Linked DNA regions of Mus musculus: region 1 is linked to region 2. Evidence: chromatin contacts called from public Hi-C data. All regions are on one chromosome and are shown on one strand. Each heading gives the region's core, a stretch centred on a gene start, on an enhancer-like site or on the middle of the called end of the contact. The rest is flanking DNA. Distances are from core to core; before and after follow the strand shown.

Evidence for each region. A called contact is a pair of places that touch in the nucleus more often than the background predicts.
Region 1: a Hi-C map of uterus shows a contact between it and region 2. The contact joins two enhancer-like sites. A contact is called at or near these places in 2 of 15 datasets of contacts at CTCF or cohesin (the NIH/3T3 cell line and embryonic stem cells) and 5 of 484 Hi-C or Micro-C datasets (cortical glia, cortical neurons and uterus).

What each region holds. Positions count from the first base shown.
Region 1 is chr13:60,408,882-60,411,581 of GRCm38.p6, forward strand. No RefSeq gene overlaps it. Among named protein-coding and RNA genes, the nearest start is that of Gm35333, 25 kb to the right of the region's middle. Within about 2 kb of position 1,385, at least 98 of the 459 cell types and tissues checked have an H3K27ac peak or open chromatin away from gene starts, as enhancers often do. A contact at or near this core is called in uterus, where this site is marked.
Region 2 is chr13:60,329,337-60,332,036 of GRCm38.p6, forward strand. No RefSeq gene overlaps it. Among named protein-coding and RNA genes, the nearest start is that of Gm35333, 100 kb to the right of the region's middle. Within about 2 kb of position 1,370, at least 19 of the 459 cell types and tissues checked have an H3K27ac peak or open chromatin away from gene starts, as enhancers often do. A contact at or near this core is called in uterus, where this site is marked.

The sequences.
Region 1 (2,700 bases), core at 135-2,634, 80 kb after region 2:
ATGGCACAATTCAGGAAATGCCAGCTTCCTGGTGGTTTGAGTAGGAATGGCCCCCACAGACTTGTGTGTTTGCATGTTTGACCCATAGGGAGGGGCACTATTCAGAGGTGTGGCCTTGGAGGAAGTGTGTCACGGCAGGGGCTGGCTTTGAAGTCTCAGATGTTCAAGCTAGGTCGGGCGTGGGTCATTTGCTTTTCCTGCTGTCTGTGGATCCAGATAGAGAACTCTCGGCTCCTTCTCCAGCACCATTTCTGTCTGTCTGCCTTCCACCATGTTTCTTACACCATGACAAGGATGGACTGAACCTCTGAACTGTAAGCCAGCCCCAATTGAATGTTCTCTATAACAGTTGCTGTGGTCATGGTGTCTCTTCACAGCAATAAAGCCCTAAGGATAACACCAGGGAACAAGGGTATACAGGAAGCCAGTGGTATACTTACCAGAGGGCTGTTACTGAACACAATTCAAGAAATAGGGGGGACCCAAGGCAGGAGGCAGAGTGGGACAGACCAATAGCCGTCTTAATGGGCACCTTCAGCCAAACCAGCAGCAGGCAGTGTTCACCCTGCAAGCCCTCTGTCCCCACCCCTCTGCTTTGAACGATACCCAGAACTTTGGGATCCTGGAGTCCAGAGCAGCAGGAGATCGCTTATTCGCGTGTTCATAGCAAAATGAGCGAAAACATGGTTCATGCAGAGTCAGTATATGGGTTTTTTTGTTATTGATGTTGCTTTTTGTTTGGTTGGTTTTGTTTGTCTGTTTGTTGTTGATGGAATTAGTTACAGCCAGTCTCTCTTATCCCCATATTCCTAGTAATTCCAGGACTTGGATGGCGGGGTAGGGAGCCACAAAATTCCTCGTCATAAATCCTAGGGCCCATCCCCAACAGCCGAGGCTCAGATGCGAATCGTTTTTCATTTGGTCTCAAGTCATTTTTTGAAAGGCCTGTTTTTCATTAGGAAGGTAACTTGAGAGTCCCTGGGGGAAGGAAGGGGGTGTGCGCCAGGCAGAAGAGAGCTGATTTTCCCTTCTGACTCAGGCTTGCTCTTTCCCTGGCTCTCCTTGGTCTAAGTGCGGCCAAGCCTTTTGCAATTTATGGAGACAAAAGAAAGAGAGGGAGGGGGAGAAAGGGAGGGAAGGGAGAAATCACACATAAATCTTAGATTCCACAGCAATTTTATCGGTGTGTGTGTGTGTGTGTGTGTGTGTGTGTGTGTGTGTGTGTGTGTGTGTTTGCTTGCATATTTTCATAAAACAGGCACAGTCAAAAGGCACTGGCTTTTTTTTTTTTTTTTTTTTTGGCCACACGGGTGTCTGTCATGGGTTGAATACGTCCCAGGTGTGGCTCCTTCAGCATTCCGTGTACACATGGTTCTCATTACTGCATCCCCAAGGGCTTGGAAGCACGCGCTTCTACCTCCCCCACACAGCCACAACTGAGAACAGGCAGATGCCAACTGGAAGGGCAGTGTTAGAAAACCAGTACTGGAGATGAAGCCTGCACAGGCCTGTAAACTGCAAGCCATCTCCTACCCCACCGGGTCTCACAGGCCTTCTCTAAATGCCCATCCCTGAATCTACTGGTGACTGGACACAGAGATCCTAGGGCACAAGAGAACCAAGGCCTAAGGAGGCCACATCATATCTTCTGGTGACCACTTCATTGTCTGTCTGTGGGTCTGTGAATAAACTCATACTACTGTGATGAGAATATTTGGATTTTTAAAATGCTTTCATTTGACAATCTCTTCTCTAAAGGGCTATTTATAGTAAGCAGAGAGTTGAGGTTAGATCAAGAGCTCGGTGCTTACGAATGCTTTCTGCTCTTCCAGGGGACTTGGGTTTGGTTGCCAGCACCCAAGTCTCACAACTTCTGCTCCAGGGGACCCAGCACCATCTTCTAACATCCAGGTACTTGTGTACCTGCACAAACCCACGCACAAATGCACATGTGCACACATAACTAGGAGTAAAATTACATCTTAGTGATTCTCTTTCCTACTGTGATAATAAGGGGAAGAGAAGCAGCTCGGAGATTGTGCAAGCAGGCGGCCACGAGCCTTAATAAAGGATGCTTTGAGACTTGGGAAAGGTTCTTCTCCTCCTGCTACTTTGGCTTCCTCCTCTGGAAAACTGAGGGTTAAACCACATGATCCCTTGGCAGCCTCCACCATTGGAATACTGAGCTTCTCCTTATTGAATATAGGTCCTTAAAAAAAGAAAAGTAAAACTATAAAGATAAATGCAGGATTGACTATATAACCCTTATCCAAAAAGGTACAGGAACAGAAAGTGGGCATTGCAGTTGAACACACCTAACCCAAAGTATCAAAAGTGCAAAATGTCCCAACCTATACCGATCTTGGAAGGCTGTGTGGGTCCTCAGGACGTTTTAGGGGACTGGAGTATATTGATTTCAGATCTTCATATCAGGGCTGTTCAGCTTTAGCATTCCAGTTACAACAAAGAGAAACTACAATCTTCCATGGTCATTAAGAAAGGTAAGTCGCCATTAGAGTGGGAGTGTGGAAATGCTTTAGGCAGGTGCAGCTCACCGAAGACAGACTGGAGTTCGTTACCTTTTTGGCCCTTCCTTCTCAAAGACTCAGTCATGAAAAAGCAATCTTACAAAACACAAGCTTGTTGGACTTTGAGACCAGGCCTAGAAACAGCAGCAGACGCAAGACTGAGGAGGAATGA
Region 2 (2,700 bases), core at 120-2,619:
AAAGCCACGAAGGGAAAATGGCATCAACATGTTAAATTTGCAGAGCTTTCATCAGACACTTCTCCATAAATAGCTACAGAGATGGGTTTAAATGTGTTATAATCCACAAGAGGCTATGCTGCTGGTCCTACCGAGAGTTGGGGTCAGATGATGTAAATGGCCTACCTCCCGTAGAGTGGGCTCTTACACCCGGACCTTTCTTTAAGGTTATGGGATACTTTGTGTTATGTCAGCTTTTGCTTACAAAATGAGTGAGTAACTTTAAAATACAAGTAAATTTAATAGACATTAATCTATACAATACCAAGTCCTGTGCAGGTTACCAAACACTTCTGATTATAAGATGAAATACATTCAAGCTCCTGGTTTTCCTGCTTTGGAAGTTGTCTTAGGGTTTTACTGCTGTGAACAGACTCTATGACCAAGGCAAGTTTTATAAAGGACAACATTTAATTGGGGTTGGCTTACAGGTTCAGAGGTTCAGTTCAGTATCATCAAGGCAAGAACATGGCAGCATCCAGGCAGGCATGGTGTAGGAGGAGCTGAGAGTTCTACATCCTCATCTGAAGGCTGCTAGCAGAATGCTGGCTTCTAGATAGCTAGGATGAGGATCTTAGAGCCCACACCCACAGTGACACACCTACTCCAACAGGGCCACACCTTCTAATAGTGCTACTCCCTGAGTTGAGCATATACAAACCATCACAGAAATGTTTCTGAGTTTCAGAATAATGTGTTCTTTACCCAGCAGTCAATTGGTCATCTGGCAGATAGATAATGAGAACCATAGAATATTCATAATAAGGCTATAATAACTATTTGAGGGTGAATTAAGTCATTTTCCCCTCAAGGGCAAGAACTAGGGGAACACTCTCTGACTATTCAGTTTCAGGCAGCACCTTGTCTCTGAGCTTTGTCTGCCTCCCTCTGTGGTCTCAGTCTGGAGTGGCAGATGAAGACCCAAAGCATTTGGTGTCATTTGATGGAGGCCTCTGCTGAGATTTCAGAAATCATGACTTCAATTACGACTTCTAATTCAGAACCCTATAAAGAGGCTGCATTTGAGACGGAAGGAGAGGCATGCCTCAAGTGGGCAATAAACTTTTAATGGTTTGCATTTCCTGTGTCATTATTTACTTTATCAAACTTGAAACCAGTGTCAAGTAGATCTTTATGCCTCCCCATGCCAGCTAAGACTCAAAACTTCTCAGTGCTTAAGGAAAGAGGAAACGGACCTAGATGAGGGAGATCAGAGGGTCTGAACCCGAAAGGCCACAGATGTGTGAGCCTGGTGGAGCCTGGAGGGAGTGGGGCTGCTCATGGAAGACTCATTTCAGTCGGCGACAGCAAATGCGTGCTATTATGTTTCCAAGAGGCCTGGGAAGGCAATCCTGGCGAGCCTTCTCGAATTCAGCACACATGGTCGTAAGATCTTAAATACATTGTATGTGTGGGGGTGGGTGGGGGGAGAGAAAGGAGAGAAGCCTAATTGAGAAAGAGACTGTAAGTCTGTTGCCAAGCAAGAGGACAAAAAGTTTTTTAGATCTTCATGTTTTTTAAAATATGATTTCTTGTTCAAATTATACTCCTGCTTTTATAAGAGAAGCCAGGAAAATGAAGTTATTGGTACATTCAGATTTTCCTCTCTGCTGTCATTTCAATTTAATTATTGCTCAGACATCTGTAATGGAAAGAACCAGGGGCTTAGAGCGCAGCTTCCAGCTGGGAGCCTTCTAAATTTGTCCCTGGGTGGATGATGAATTTAGACAAATGCTTCTGGTCCTCAGAGAGATGTATGTGTTTCTTCACACACACACACACACACACACACACACACACACACACACACACACACCCTACACACAAAGCCAGGGAGGGGGACTATTAACCTCTTCATAGCAGTATTGATGAGACATGGCTTGCAATGGTCATAATGTCCACTCAGTGTGAAGCATGCTCCCGAATTTAACTGTGTGCTTTTCTAACAGACAGTCAGACAATCTTGCTTAGCCCTGACCCTGGAGTCAAGGATATCACAGATGGCAGAGTATTGAGATTTGAAGAGCATAGAAGTATCACACAGTGTCACAGTAGAGTGCCTCCTCCTCAGTTAGTAGTTTGTCGCTCAGGATAAAATGCAGAATGTCACACAGGAGACCGTCATCCAAATTCTGGTCAGCAGGACTTTGAAACTCTCCTAAAGACCAGGGGATGGGGAAAGGCCACCAATGACTTCCCCAGATGACTAACTCACCCGATTCTGCATGGACTTGAAGGGAACTGAGAACCTACATTTGAGCAAGAGGTAGGAAGGGAGGCTCTGGGTCTGATGGGTGAGGTGTGTGGTATATGGCCAGCTGGTAGACTTCTTATTTGGACTTGGGACTCTCACTAAGCCTGAAGTCAGTGGCCCCTAGGAACAGCCCAACACAGACATGAACGAATCCTCAGCTCCTCCAAGCAGTCAATTTAGATCTTTTAAATACACCTTTAAAAACAATCTTTTTCCAGGAGACGTCCATACACATGTGACCATTGGAACGTTTTTCCTTTTCTGGCACTTTTCTACAGTTTTCCAGAATTCCAGAGTTGAAGAGTTTTCAATGCATACAAAATTATAGATCAACTTGGATGATCTGGTCAAGTCAGGCAAGGAATGCTGTCTAAGGGTATGACTTTGAGTTTTTCTCGCGTGGGTGT